2 separate regions of the Anas platyrhynchos genome follow, and region 2 is linked to region 1. Evidence: chromatin contacts called from public Hi-C data. All regions are on one chromosome and are shown on one strand. The core of a region is the stretch at or near the end of the contact, and the rest is flanking DNA. Distances in the headings are between cores, read along the strand shown. Region 1 overlaps LOC101805170 (chloride channel protein C). Region 2 holds the start of SNAI2 (snail family transcriptional repressor 2).

Region 1 (7,643 bases), core at 3,060-5,559:
CTCTTCAATTTACTTTCAGTTATGTGACATTCCCCTTTAGTGGAGTGAAAGCATGCATTAGCTAAACAATGTGGTTTGGATTTAGTGTTCCCATGCATCATCATGAAAATGTTTGTCTCAGCAATAGTGTCATTATTGTTACTGGGAACAGCTGCTCTACCATGTCTTTCGATCGTGGAAAACAGCGCGTCTCCCTTCTCAGACCAGTTTACAAGCTGGGAAATTAAAGCAAGGCTAGCAAGCAGGAGGGTTACAAGGACACAGCGTTCTCTACCTGCCTTCCTCCTACCACAAAGGAAGCAGAAAGCGCAGTGCTGCAAGAACAGCAACAAAATAAATGATGTACACAGAAATGTAGTTTGGCTCCCTCCTCTGGTAGCTCTTCTGCCTCTGGCCTGGGGACTAGCATGAGCCCTCAGGTGCAGCTCTCAGGCAGCTAAGTTCCATTAGCGGTGGCATCCTTCGAGCAAGAAACAATTAGAGCAGGGAGTTTGCTGTTCATCGAGTTGTTTAATATCGCCCCCGAGTTTCGGAAGTGGGAAGCTGTAATTCTACGCACTCTTGCCCACACTCCCAGCTTCGCTGAAGCAAATTTTTGTACCCAGCTCTGTGGCAGTGATGCCACCCCACTGGACTCACCATGCTCCAAGGGCTTCAAGCCGCTCAGCTCCTGCCAGCTGCACATCTCCCAGGAAATCTCACGGCAGCCACAGCTTCCCACTTCATCACACAGAGGCTCAGGCTCTAGCTCACCTTCCTGAGCAAGGCCTTCCTGAGCAAGGTCATTAGGCTGTCGCTTCAGATGCCAGGAGGGTTGGAAGTGATGATCTTTAAGGTCCCTTCTAACCCAAGCCACTCTATGCTTCTACAATATGATGGATTTTCAAGTAAAATCTCTTCTACAGCATATTAGACCTTTTTAAAATGTCCTCAAATGGAAAACCATGTTTTCAGGAACTAGTAATAACTAGGCATTTCTGAACATCCACTATTTTTTGATTTTTCAATTACACCACGGCTTTTGAATATTTCTCCTCTTATTTAGAGCACTAAGTTCTGCTTTTTTTTTAGGATTCCAACTATGTTCTGAAAATGGGAATTGGGCACATTGAACATCTCACTTGTACACTCCCATAAAGCATACAAGATTTGCAATAAAGTAGTACAAATATAATGACCATGTAAACTACAAGGACTTTTGACATCTTTACCAACAATATTTTTATTGAAATTTCTTTTGGGACCCAAAATAATAATTTCCACCAACCACAAATGCTGAAGTTTCAGCAAACTTGATGGGTGGGAAGAGACGGGGTTTCCTAGGTGAAAAAACACACAAAAATGCAGGCATGATGCCAGAAATGTCACATCCTGTACAGAAGTAGCAGAAAACCAAGTTTTACTCGTTTCTGCTTACATATATTTTTTCTGTACAGTCTGCTTATGGTCAAAGATATTGTGGTTTCTGCATAATTACTTTCTCCCAATCAAACTAAATTGAGCAAAAAAAATTTCCTTCAGCTAAAAGATAGACAAACAAAATGCAGAGTAATAGCTAACAGCTGTGTAGGTAAGAGTGCAAAGGCAAAAACGAGGAATCCTTGAGCCTCACAATAGGAGAGCCGTGCATGGTACAGATCTGAGAGAGTCAAGGCATGAACAAAATGGCTTATTTGTTATAGTAAAATTCCCTAATGGGCTACTCAGTGGTATTCATCAGCCCAGTAGTCTCTCCAGGAAAACTGTATCAAAGTGGTGTGCAAGGCAGAAATTAAGATAGCCAGGCAGCACTCCAGCTTCTGCCTCTGCACCGCTGCTCCTTAAAGGAAATGGAGTGGACCGAGCCTAGCCTAACAAGCAACCGGTATCCACCTGCTTTTCTTCAGTGAATGCCGGGAGTGTTTAACTGCAGTACGGAAACCCCAAACCTTCCATTTCCTTGGAAAAAGTGAATTAAAGGCAAGGACATCCGCTGACACCAGAACCGCCTTTGGGAGCAACGTGGCATTTGTCAGTCACAGGGAACCTAAGTGCATTAAGGGATAAACAGAATCTCAGAAAAACATCTAGGTAGAGAGCATGTTATTGTCCATTTTGGTGGAAGAAACCAGAAAGGTTGTGAGTGTCACACAGGCATGTAGAGGGAAGTGATCGTGCATGGGAGATTGCACAGATTGGCAGCAAAGATGTTCCTGATGACCATGAAGTATCACCACCCTCCATGTTATATCCCACCCATGTCCACAGGCAAGGAAAAGAAATGAGTTACCTACAGCTTTCCTCCACAAACCCTCCATGTCTTCTGTTTTTACTACAGTTTACATTTTAAAGTAATCTCTGGCAAAGGAAGATGGATCAACAAAACATAAGTGGTGATGTGTCTAATCTCTTCATCATGTCACAGAACCACTTCATTGCCCTACAGCAGCCCTGCGCTAGTACATTGTAACACGTGTGGAAACAAAAAAAAAATAGTTCTTTTTTCAGTTCTGGTCTCACAGAAATTAGGCAGAAACACAACTCTATCTTTTCCTTCTGGAGCAGGATCTGCAGCCACAGACTACAGCAGCCAAGACAAGAGACAGGGGACCCCCCAAGCAACTCCTCGGTATGTATTTACAGCCTCACTCAGTGTCTCTGGCTGAAGCCTCCAGGGAAGGCAGGCAGTGGTCCTGTCCTCAGGCCTCTCTGAAGAACGGGTTCCACCTGGGGCACAGTTGTCTTCCTAGCCAGAAGGGCCTGCAATGTAGGCCATGACATTCACAGCTCTCAGCAGACTCTGGGCAAGCACATTCATAACAGCCCAGCTCCCTTTCTGCAGATGCTGGGGGGTAGATGGGGCAGGCATTTCAGCTGCAGTGCAAAAGAATAGCCTGTTGTATTCTCATGTGCAAGAATCTTCATTGTTGGGGAGAAATGAAGGCGGGGAGGCAGTCCCTGAGCACTCTGCATTGCACACAACAGGTCGAGCATCCCTATCAGTGCCGTGCATCTAGCTCACCAGCCACATGTTCCTCAAACACAATTCTGCAAGGGTTTCCCAAGCATGCATACAGCACTGCCTATGGCAAAGTGTCAAGAGTGTTACTCTGAGGAGATCTTTGTTTTGGAAACTGGCTTCTCAGCTACAGCTTGCTTCCTCTTTAGCAATTTTAAAGCCAAGGAGTTTTCTTTAGTAGTTGTTTTCGTTTTTAGTCTCTACTGCTTACTCGACTGGGGAAGATAACAGCTTCAGATTTAGGTCACCCAAGTAAAAATGTGTTTGGTGATCTCATCTTGATACCCAGTAGGTAACTATCCAGATCACAAAGATTAGGTGAAAAATCTGGCCCCACTAAGCAGGACTTGAAGATTTTTTTTTGTCTGTTTGTTTGTTTTTTAATAAAATTGGAGTATCTGTGTGTTTGCTCAGGCCAGCACTGAGGTGCATTTGTAGGTCCATGCAAGTCCCAGCCAACACTTCTTGGCCACAGTCCTTGCATTTGTTAAGAACTGACATTGACCTTTTCTTTACAAAGGGTGAAAATCGTTCGTATGTATTACAAAAATAACAACATTCTGTCCTTGTACAGAAATTCTCACCACTGCAGTTTCCAAGTGTAGGCAAATACTGAAAAATTTTTGCATTCAGTCAAATTTTCAGTGTTATTTCCATGCACATTTCACGAGAAGAAGTACAGAAACACACATAAATGGGAAACAGTAAGAAAAAAATAAGAGTTGCTGCTGCCTTCATGCAAGCTTAGCAGATAAGATGCTTCTTTTCTTTCTTTAGCTCTTTGCCCCCATTTTTGCAATGTAATACCAACATTTTTGTGCCATGTTTAAAAAAATAAAAAAAAATAAGAATCAATAATAATGCCTAAGGCAATTCTCAAGAAAAACATCGTGGCAATTATTATTGCATCTTCCCTCATCCACCTTTTCAAAACATGACAGGCAAGCTACATTTTCTCCACTTAAACGCTGATGATGTACAAGATGGAAAAACAAATGATCCTTTTTCTGCCTATGGCTATGTCACCCCCACATGGAATTGCATTAGATCCTCCACAGTAAGAGGCTGAAGAGCACCTTTTTCCTTTGTGGGGTTCACAGCATTTCTCATCTTCATCTTAACAGTTACATGCCACAAGAGCTGTAATTTTATGAGTAAGATGGAAAACCAGAGCCTAACTACTTATGGTTATGAATACGCTAATTCCATGACGCATCACATTTTTGGAGGCTTGTTTCAGAGGGTGGCTGCAGAGCATTCCTTTCCTAGTGTTGGTGAGGACCCATAGCAGAAGAGCAAAGCCGCGTGCGGTCACTGCTGGGAACAAGGTATCCAGAGATCATCTCAGAAATTCTCAGGCAGCTGGGCATGCGGTGGGGTGAGGAAGGGTGTTGACAGAGCATGCCAGAACGCAATACTTGCTCCCAGACAACCTCTCTGTATGGGTTTCACTGCAGAGGGCAGCAAATATTGGACTGGATCAAAAAAATAAATAAATGCTTCTGCTTTGCCAACCATTTAAAGCAATATCTTGGTCTTACTCAAAACAGTCTAACAGCAGCTCATTTATGCTGACAATGGCAGGAGAAAAGCTTTTTCATTCATCCTTTTTAAGGCTCTAGCAGAATGTATTCAAAAAAGAGTTCTAGCAATTAAGCAAGCCACAAGCCTACCAGAATTGTCAAGTAGCATCAGGTTGTCTCTAAAGGTGCCTCTCTTTGGGATGTCCTCATGATCGTCCCTCTGACCTCCCTTTCTGCTTGGTTCCACACAATATTGCTCTGTGCTGCAAAGCACAACTGTATTTGTGTAAACTCAGCATACTTCTCAGCAGCCTGGGACTCTCCCTGCCAGGTAATTTGATGAATTAATGAGGAAATGATGAGACTATAAATTTAATTTAAAAGGAGCTTTGGCTGGGTCAGTTGTTAGCGTGTTTTCTATTTTTATTTTTGAGGACAGATGAGAACTAAACAAGTACACTAGTATATGGTATATCTTCCACACTGGTGCACGCTGTGGACTATCACTCAGAAATTTAGGTTTTAGTGCCTTAGCACATTTCTTATTAGCAACATTTATGACAAGGGAGCAAATATATATACCACATACAAGTATATGATCTCACAGTTACTGATGTCATTACTCCTTCAGGCCACTGCAAACCAATCTCCACTGTACAATTCTCTCACTACAAGCAGATAATTCTCTAAAAGGTTCATACAAAGTGTTTTTATTTGACAGTGAAGCGAGTTAACAATTTTTTTTAAAAATACTCATTCCCCTTCCATCTTCATGTCCAAAACTGCAGCTGACCATAGAGCAATAGATGAGGCAGTGTGATCCAGCTGCCAGTATTTCATCCTTGAAAAGCTGTTACAAAGCAGGCAAGGAGACAAGCCCTAACTAAATTTCCAATGATGATACACGGATAACATTTTTCCCCATCCAGATCAATAGAAGAAAATACATTTATCCTGGACTGATCACACCAGTTAAGAGGTTAAACTAGAAGGGGATAAAAAAAAATCTACAAGGAAACATACAAGAGTACTATGGTCATTCAGGACAAAGGACAACATGTGTCTGTATTAAGGTTATTGGAAGCTACATTCATAGAGCTTTGCTTCGTGAAATCCTGTGCAATAGCAGTTGCATATGCACCTTTTCCTTTCCTATAGGATACTCAAGGTGGGAATTAAGCCACTGCTTCTCCCACTCATGACCCACCACCACTCAAAGAACAGTCTTAAGGTACCTTCCTGAAAGGATGGAGTCACTCTTGCTCTCACATGAAATATAGTACCAGAAATATTTCATTTATCAGGATGTTTTATATGCCTTTTGAGAGCCCCTAGTATGCAAGGATTCCTTTAGCCTAATTCTTGTTTACACTGCATCTTTCTTCCAGTGACTTTGTTGCTTATCTCATCTGTGATATGATTTACATTAATGCATTTCCTTTAAAAGCATACACTAATAAAATGAAAAAATGTGATGGGGGAACAGGCCAATTCTGAACTGGTGTGGGATCATTTCATGAGTAACTAGATTCAAATCCCTTTACTGTCTCTGTGAACCTTTAAGGTTATGAATGGAAATTTAACCTTTTTCTACAATTCACACAAGATCATTTCATTGACAGTCTTCAATAAACCTTTGATAATGAAGACTGGCATGTTCCTCAATCTCTCCAAGGTCCTTTCTTAAAAGAACACCTGCTGTTCATGCTAAAGTAGGAAGAAGCTTCATAACCATCCCATATGGTCTTCACAGATGCTTTAAGAAAAAAAATATCTGAAAAATGGCCATAAATATCACGTAATTTGATAGTGTTTTTACCTTTTAATAGTTCCCTGAAACACCTCTGCGTGGTCTGGCTTGGGCCTGCAAACCACTGGGAATCCACCGTGGTTTGTACTTGCAAGAAGCTGGGCCAAGGAAGCAATGTTTTCCTTTAGGTGAAGGACTCTGACGTGAGGCTCCATGACATCCCTGGCAGAGAACAATTCCAGGTTCAACCTGAAAGACATAAAACAGACAGACAAAGTATTATTTAGTAAACAGGAAATAAGGCATACTGTGCCACGTTAGCATTTGACGAGTTTATAATACTTCAGTAAATTACTTCAAGATGGAAATCAATCTGCTTTATTTGTAAATGTAAAAAAAAAAAAAAAAAAAAAAAAAAAAGTAATTATCCAGTAAAACTGCTTATCAAGCATAGCCTTTCTTTGTGTGAGAGATGATAAATTCTACCATATGTATGACATAGTCATCCTAGTCAAGGTATCACAAGAGCCATTTGTCAATTTGCATGACTTTTCTCACTAAAAAGAAAAAAAAAGAAAAAAAAATTAATCTGAACTGAAATCCTCTGGAATTCTGACTGATATCAAATAGTTTAAAGTTAAACACTTTAGATAAACACTTTAGAGAAATTCAGGCTCACGATCATTATTGCAATTTTTTCTTTCATCAGTAACATCTAGGAAGATAGCCCCTTAAGGGTTTCTTACAAGTCATATACTTTCTTTTTCCAGTATTTTCTAACACTTTTTAGGTTCTAGGCGAAGTTTCAGGAAACATGAACATACATTAATAGAAAGACATGCATACCTGCTACTGCTGACAGTAGAGTGAAATGGAAAATAAATATACTTTCTGCAAGATTCAGCAGTGATTTCTACAGAATAACCATAGGCCTATAGATTCTGACAACAGAAGTCAGTGAACTTCTCTTGTTTTAATCTTGTTTCACATTTTCTATTTTCAAAAAATACATTAATTATTCTGATTATCATCTGGACACATCATAAGCCAGAATCTCCTGTTCAGACACAGGCTGACACAAACCACAGTCAGAGACAACTGGAGCATAAATTTGCCCACATCCTGTTTTACCAATGTTACCTTTCATCCCTGTGGTAAAAGCAACTATTTCCATATGCTGTTAATTATTGTCCTCCCTCCTGAGAGACACAAGGTTATTTTTTCAAGGCAGTTATTCTGATGTTTTGTGATGTGACCACCTGTCTAAGAATAACTGAACTGAGAAGACAATGCACTTCATACATGGCACACACACAGCTGTTAAAGAAGTTTCTTCTTCTCCTAAACTGAGATGGATTTAAATGAATCCTGA
Region 2 (7,643 bases), core at 2,914-5,413, 300 kb before region 1:
GTTTCTTTAATAGGCTTAAACTGGAATTACAAACCTGAATAAACCAAAACACAGAGGAACACAGTTCTATAACATGTCCTAAAAGCAAATTTGGTTTTTAATCTCACTTAATGTCAGAAGTTTAGATCTTATTACATAACTGAACTTGATAACTCTGACTTAAGGCTACTGATTTTAGAAACAAGAAAAAAAAAAAAAAAAAGTATTAATTGGTGTGAAACCTTCAAAATATGAAGAATTTTAACTTGGAATTAAAAGAACTTTCTAAAATGCAGAGATTTATTTTGAATCATTGAACTTTAAGTATACAAGACCCAAGTTCCACGTGATTTCATACCAGTCCCTCTAAAGTTGCTGCCATTTCTGCTCATAGTTCTGGTCAGAATTTGGAAGGATGAATTAAAACATGAGAAAAAAAAAAAAAAAAAAAAAAAGTTTCCTAAAAATGTGTTTCAAAAAAATTTACTAAGGTATATATGTCAGGGCAATGGGAAGGAATACTATTTCCTAATTGTTTCTCTCTACTCTGTTAATTTCAGGCTTACCCCTCTCAGCCATTCAACATAATTACAGCTGAGGTACTCCTCACCTTTTAGGTCTACTAAACCTTTACTGCCTCCAAAAGTTACACTTCTGGTTTACTTTCCCAGGATATACCAGCTGGCACTAAGGGAGAAATACGAAAGCACAGAATAAGACTGAAGAATTGCCAATATATTCTACATACTATTGGCTATTGAAAACTGATATCCTTTTCATTCTTCTTCCTCCATAATAACCATTTAATTCTTTCCTCTGGATTGAAGGAAGCTTATAAATTGAAAGAGCTACACTGTAAGCATGAGTTACTTCTGCTTTTGCCCCTCCTGGGACGAAGTTGTCACCTGCATCAGTAACCCTCCAGAACTATTTTTGGTATGCTCCACTGGGCTCAGTGCCTCCTGGGGGTTCCTCTGAACTTCACTGCACTGCCTTCCATGGGCTCCATGGCAGGCCCAGGCAAAACATGTTCAACACTGCTGTGTCTGCTGCCAGACAAATGTAGTCTACTCTAGGAACAGTGATCCAGCATAACTCACTTAACATTCTAAAACTACTTTTCATGATTCTGCTGTGACTTATCCAGATATTTACTGATCCATGATCTTGCTATTAATTGATGCTTGGTAAGGACATAAACTTTTTAATGAGAAAAACTGAGCTAGTAATGGTTTAGCTTGGGTCCTTCTTCCCTCTTTGATAACAAACACAGTTCTGGCACCCTTCCATTTCCAGAAAGCCATTTAACTAACAAAAGTTGCTACCCTTCTCAGAAAGCTTGACAGGAAAGGAATTTGGTGGAGGTCTCAGAAACTGAAGCTCACAAGTTGTTATTTAGACACATAAACAAGTGTCCTGGTCTTAAAAATAAAAATAAAATCTGCTACATGGTTGAATCTTTGGGCCTAGTGAGGCTGTCAGTGCAAAGCACATACCAAGCTTTCAGGCAACGGATGTGCTCAGGTCACTTCCCACCTGCTTCACAGAGCAGCAATTAGCAGTACAGTGGCATTAGCAAGACAGCTTTACACCAGCTCTCAAAGTAACAACTTAAAGAAGCCCCGAAAGACCAACTAATTGTAAAATGCACAGGGGAAGCACTCAGCCTGACTTTTTGGAGGTGGACGCAAGGCTTTGCCTGCAGGCAGCAGGAGCCGTTGGGTGCATCCGCTGCCGTCCACCAGCCCTGCACCTCCCTGGCTCCTCGGCTGAGGGGAACCCTCCCACCCTCTGTGCTCGACCTTTGTGTTTCCTTTCTTGCTCAGGGATGGATGCTGCACGTCGGCGAGTGCCCTCTCATCCACATTTGCCGTAAACACCCAGAACACCTGTTTACTCTGACTCACCCACCCCTCACACAGACTCTCCCTTTTTTTGACAGCAGACCTCACTCAGGTAGTATGTACTGCTAATATCCTTTCAGAACCATGTAATAACATGCCTTCTATCCAATTCCTAACATCCTTCAATCAGCTCAGCCAGTGGGCTAACTGCTTACGCTTCTGTGATTTATATAAGTGCAATTAATTTAAACTGCATCACTCCGGTGTTATGCTGGTGAAAATGCCCCGAGAGGGAGTACCTCACTGGTGAATCAGACCCTTTACTTTTAACAAATATACAAAGGAACAGATCTCGAGCCAGTGAAAATCTGCATGGCTCCATTCATTTCAACACACAAACTTAAACCAGCTCAAAGTCTGAATCACAGCTCATGTAACAGACTATTTAGATACAGACTAATGCCTCACATCCTGAAATGCAATGCTTTCCCAGAGCTGGCGGGGGACGGGTACTTCTCAGATGGAAGAGCTGAGAGGGGACCGGTGCCACAAACACCCCTTTCAAAAACGTGTTGTAGATTTCTTCATTCCTTTACGGAGGAGGAAAGCAACAGCTTGTGTTCTGGCCAGCACTGCTTTCTGTGCTGTGAAGAGCTGCATTTCTTCCTCCACCCCAGATAGAAAGCAGGTAACTTGGGAGTCCCTTTCATTGCCACTTTCCCTTTCCTTCCCTAGTCTGGGTGTGTTCCCTGCAGCTTGGAAATCCATGTGACACCTTTCACTGACACACACCAGAGCTAGACACTGAACAGCTGAATCTTTTTAATCAGTTCTTGAAAATGGCTAACTTTCCCTGCACTTGTTTTGGCATCCCAAAGATTAAGAAGTCATGCAGCTTGACAAAGCACTTTGCTCTTACGTGTCTTAACAGAACCAGAGAGAGATTTTTTTTTCATGTCTCTATTCCAACACCTGCTGCAAAAGAAAAAAAAAAAAAGGCTGGGGTGGTCTCCGTGCAACACCCCTCCCAACAGGACAGAGCCCTAGCGGCACGCCGGCACGGCATACCAATATGTGCCCAGGCAGGTGGAGTTAAGACGCAAAGGGGGAAGAGAGGGGGGGAGGACAGAGCAGGACTCAGTCAAAGTGTGGTCTGTTAAAAATCCTCCAGTGCTCAGCCGTCCACATTTTCAAAATGCAAATGTTTTAAAATTAAAAATCATATCTGTGACTAAATGGCTTCTCAAAATCAATCTAGATAACCAGAAAATTCTGTGGCACATTTGAGAGACTTTCATCCTAAATGAAATACATAACTCAGATTATACCTTCATAGGAATTCAAGAGGTCCTAAATATACTAATGGAGAATTACATTTAAGAGACATTTAAATTACCCAGTCTATAATTTTGGGGGTTTTGCTTATCTGTGCATCTTTTGACTGCTTTGGATAATTAGGAAAATTTCCTTGGCAATGCTCTAAGAGGATAGGCAAAAGAGTGACATAACTACTCCCAAAGAAGGAAAGGTCGGGGTTTTGCATTCTGCAGATTTTTAAAGTAAAAAATTAAAGTATCCATCATATGGACAGTCTGAAGCAGTATGCATGTGTGTAACATATAAAACCTATCACCCAGCTCTGAAATATGTTGCCTTTTCATGGGCTGCTCCCTCTGCTTTGACTCATTTGAAGTATCTTGCTGGCTTTTCTGCCTGGAAGGGCCAGGTTAGGGAAGCATGCTGCTAGTCTCCAGCATTTCCTGAACACAACTTTTCAAAGGCGGCTCCCAAACAGAGCGGCACACAGTCTGTTCAAAACCTTCCATTAGCTCTGCTGGCTAGTTTGTTATCTTGTAAGGTCCCCCCCTTCTGCCCTTAATGAACAGTTTGTTCCATTGTAATTCTTATATCAAGCATCTGGAAACCAGACAGATAAATTTTTACACACCACATAGATTTAAAAAAAAAAAAAAAAAAAGTCTTTTAGTACACGTGACTTACCCAAGAACAAAAAAAAAAAAAAGGAGGGTCAGCTGAACCAGTAAACTGACCTTTTTAAAAAAATAAAATAAAATAAAATAATTATGAAAAAAAAAAAAAAAAGAGAGAGAGAAACACTATGACCAACACGGTTTTCTAGACAGAAACTCTGAAAAGCAACATACACTTTGCAGCAGGATAATGTGCTCTGACAACAGACTAGCTCCTCTGTTCACAGCTGTCTCCAGCGGGAGGAGCTGAAACCTGAAGCAAAGCCTCCGAGCAGGGATTGGATCCGTCCTGCGAGGAGCCCTCCCAAAAAAACAGGCTGTTTGGAAAAGTGCTTGAGAACATCCAGAAGTGATTGGAGGAGCAGAAAACCCTTCCCCCCTGCACCTGACTTGTGGGTATTTACAGCACTTTTCAAGGCGCCTCTGCACTGCCACTACACAAGCAGAGTGCATGGACGGCGCGGGGCAGACAATGCGATAGGGACCGATGCACCAGCAGTGATAGTGTGCGTGCGTGCTGCACACCAGCTGGGCACCGTTACACGAATCCGAAAGGAGGCTCTGGAAGAAGGAGAAACCCTGCATTCAAAATGCCACGCTCCTTCCTGGTCAAGAAGCATTTCAATTCATCTAAGAAGCCAAATTACAGCGAACTGGACACTCATACAGGTAACAAAACGAGATCGATGGCCGCCGCTTTGCTTCTGAGGTTGTGTTTATGGTGTGGCGGTAAAGAGGAGGGGTGGGATTGCTTTTACAGGCTTTGGAGAATGGGTTAGTTCACTGCTAGCTCTTTTATCTTTTGCTTACAACGAGAGAGTTCTGAGAAATATGTCAGTGCTCCGCAGAATGAATCACAAAGTTTGCTCATCCACTTGAACTCAGTTATTATAAGAGGATTTGGAGTTTTCCTGTTCTACATCTGTTGGAAATGGAATTGAAACTTTTATGCAATTCCTTCAGGAAGTTTCACTGCTTCAGTGTATCAGGCTGCATAGGTTTAGAAAGAGCATGCTGCCTCGAAGAGACTCAAACTATAACTCGAACTATAATGCTGTCTCTACCCATCAGTATGTATGTATCAAGTAGTATTTCCTTAGTCCTCCCTATATTCAGACAACCGTACTGAGTTTTTGATTTATGCATTTTTTTTAATCCCACAAATGTTAATTTTGCTGCCTTCTGAAGTACTTTTCAGTTCTCTTACCTTAAAATTTTCTTCTTTCTCCAGTGATTATATCCCCATACCTGTATGAAAGCTATCCAGTCCCTATCATACCACAGCCAGAGATCCTGAGCTCTGTAGCTTACAACCCCATTACTGTGTGGACTACAACCGGGCTGCTACCGTCTCCACTACCTAATGACCTCTCTCCACTTTCTGGATACCCTTCATCTTTGGGAAGAGTCAGCCCACCTCCACCTTCTGACACCTCCTCCAAAGATCACAGCGGTTCAGAAAGTCCCATTAGTGATGAAGAAGAGAGAATCCAGTCAAAGCTTTCAGACCCCCATGCAATCGAAGCTGAAAAGTTTCAGTGCAGTTTATGCAACAAGACCTATTCAACTTTCTCTGGGTTGGCCAAACATAAGCAGCTGCATTGTGATGCCCAGTCTAGGAAATCATTCAGCTGCAAGTACTGTGACAAGGAGTATGTCAGCCTGGGAGCGCTTAAGATGCACATCAGGACCCACACACTACCATGTGTCTGCAAGATCTGTGGCAAGGCTTTCTCCAGACCCTGGCTACTTCAAGGACACATCAGAACCCACACTGGTAAGAACAACCATTACAATTGCAGGCTGTTGTTGCTATATCATCAGAATGCCTTTCTGATTATTTTTTTTCCTACAGGTAGAAAAAACAGCAGTGTTTCTTGACTGACCTTGAAATGCATATGTGCAATTTCAAATATATCATTAAATGGGCAAATTCTTCCTTTTGGGGGCCTGAGTGAGAGGAAAGTGCAGCATGGCCTCATAACTGTGTGGCATATTCTGGCATAGATCAGCATCGCTCCTCTGGTAATCCCAGAGTTTAGCTTGTTTCCACTAGCTGAAGGTTTTGCTTTAAGAATTTTATGTTAACTTTCAGGCTTTGGAAAATGCTAACTTTAAGAAGGCTTCAGCTGACTCTGAAATAGCAAAACAGAAAGGCAATGCTTGAGTCTAATCATTGACTCCTTAAGCAAACGGCAAGTTTTGCATGCGCTATCTCAAGTCCTTACGAATTAGAAACACATCATCACCAAAGAATTTTTTTTGTATTGAGGCAAAAACATGATCTTCAGTATAACACTGGGTACAATGTAATGTCTGTACAGCTGTTTGCTGCTTTTCAGTCAAAGCCTGGTTCCAAGTTATTCACACAGAGCTAAGTAGAAAAGACGCCATGAAAATATTTGAAAATGCTGGGAGGAGCCCAGCCTAGAAATACTGCCTGCACCTGCAGATACAGAAGGTGTCAGCAGCTTGTCTTTGGAGACTGTGCTTAGCAGTATATTTTGAAAGCCTGAGTTCTGCAAGTACAGTCAGCAGTGCTGAAAGCTGCTGTATCTGTGGCCTGATTTTTTATTACACACGGTTTTTATTATAACAAATCATTTCTGTCTGCTTGTTTCTTAGGATAAAAGTGAGTTTTTTCTGTACTAAACGTACTTCTTTTTTAAAGCTTTATTTGTATTTTTACTTAATGTTTCCTTTTTAGGAGAGAAGCCGTTTTCCTGTCCTCACTGCAACAGGGCTTTTGCAGACAGATCCAATCTGAGGGCTCATCTGCAGACCCACTCGGATGTGAAGAAATACCAGTGCAAAAATTGCTCCAAAACTTTCTCCAGAATGTCTCTTCTGCACAAACACGAGGAATCTGGCTGCTGTGTAGCACACTGAGTCATGCAGTCAATGTTTACCTGGACTCAATGCATTTCTCCACTCCTGTTTCAAATGATAAGTGGAAATCCAAAGGCATTTTCTTTTCTACTTTTCAGCCAAAAACTAAATAAAAAAATAAAACACCAAAAAAAAAACACTCATTAAAAACAAACAAACAAAAAAAAAAAAACAAGCAAATAAACAAAATAGTGGGAGAACTTATAATGTCAGTAGAAATGAGCTTTAAGTAGTTCTGTTCAGTCACACATTCACATTCTTAAGTGTGAACTCTGAAATATGGGGAAAGACACGATGCATGACATTTCAAGTAGATCTAAAGGAAAAAGCATTATCAGCTTTCTTTAGAGATGAAGCCAAATGTATGTAGTCTTTTCTTGCTTAGAAAAGGCTGCAAAGTTACTAATACATTCCTGCCAAGCCATTTCAACCAAAGAAACAGTATTTTAAGTGGAACTTTTGATAAAAATACTACCCAAGTGAATCTTACTAGACACCATTTATCTCAGGTGCCTTAAAAAGTATTCCAAGTTTACCTTAGTAAATGTTTAATATTATTCATTGCTGTGTTTTTTTTGTTTTTTTTTTTATTATTTTATTTTATTAAAAGCCAAGGCCGTCATTAATGATCTGAAATGCTTTAAAACTGCATAATTAAGAGAGGAAAAAGAAAACATGTAAGAGAATGTATGAAAAATTGAAAGCCACAAATTAATTGCATGTGCCTTTTAAAAAAATACTGTAGCTTCAAACATTCCTGGTGCATGCCATCTTTGAATATGGAATAGTTCCTCTAAACTTTAATCTTTTTTAAAAACGGGAATAAGTGCAAGAGAGGGGGCTCATGGGAGTTTGACAATTATTTTTTTAAATGCACAAAGGAAATGCAATATTTTCAGCATTACCCCTCCAAGTGCCTTTTTTATTGATGATTTTGTAA

Evidence for each region. Hi-C and Micro-C count contacts between places; a contact is called where the count stands out from the background.
Region 2: a contact with region 1 is called in a Hi-C map of subcutaneous adipose tissue, with 2.5 times the contacts expected there. The contact joins the promoter of SNAI2 here to the enhancer-like site in region 1. A contact is called at or near these places in 2 of 8 Hi-C or Micro-C datasets (skeletal muscle and subcutaneous adipose tissue).

What each region holds. Positions count from the first base shown.
Region 1 is chr2:46,511,752-46,519,394 of IASCAAS_PekinDuck_T2T, reverse strand. LOC101805170 (chloride channel protein C) reads right to left here. Exons shown (of 16, transcript XM_027452102.3): 13 at 6,341-6,520. Among named protein-coding and RNA genes, the nearest start is that of UBE2V2, 100 kb to the right of the region's middle. Within about 2 kb of position 4,309, at least 4 of the 8 cell types and tissues checked have an H3K27ac peak or open chromatin away from gene starts, as enhancers often do. A contact at or near this core is called in subcutaneous adipose tissue, where this site is marked.
Region 2 is chr2:46,812,328-46,819,970 of IASCAAS_PekinDuck_T2T, reverse strand. SNAI2 (snail family transcriptional repressor 2) reads left to right here and starts at 4,163. Exons shown (of 3, transcript XM_005010199.6): 1 at 4,163-4,483; 2 at 5,046-5,591; 3 at 6,522-7,643. The coding sequence starts at 4,405. The coding sequence ends at 6,703. LOC119715952 (a long non-coding RNA gene) reads right to left here and starts at 4,103. Exons shown (of 4, transcript XR_005263505.2): 1 at 3,989-4,103.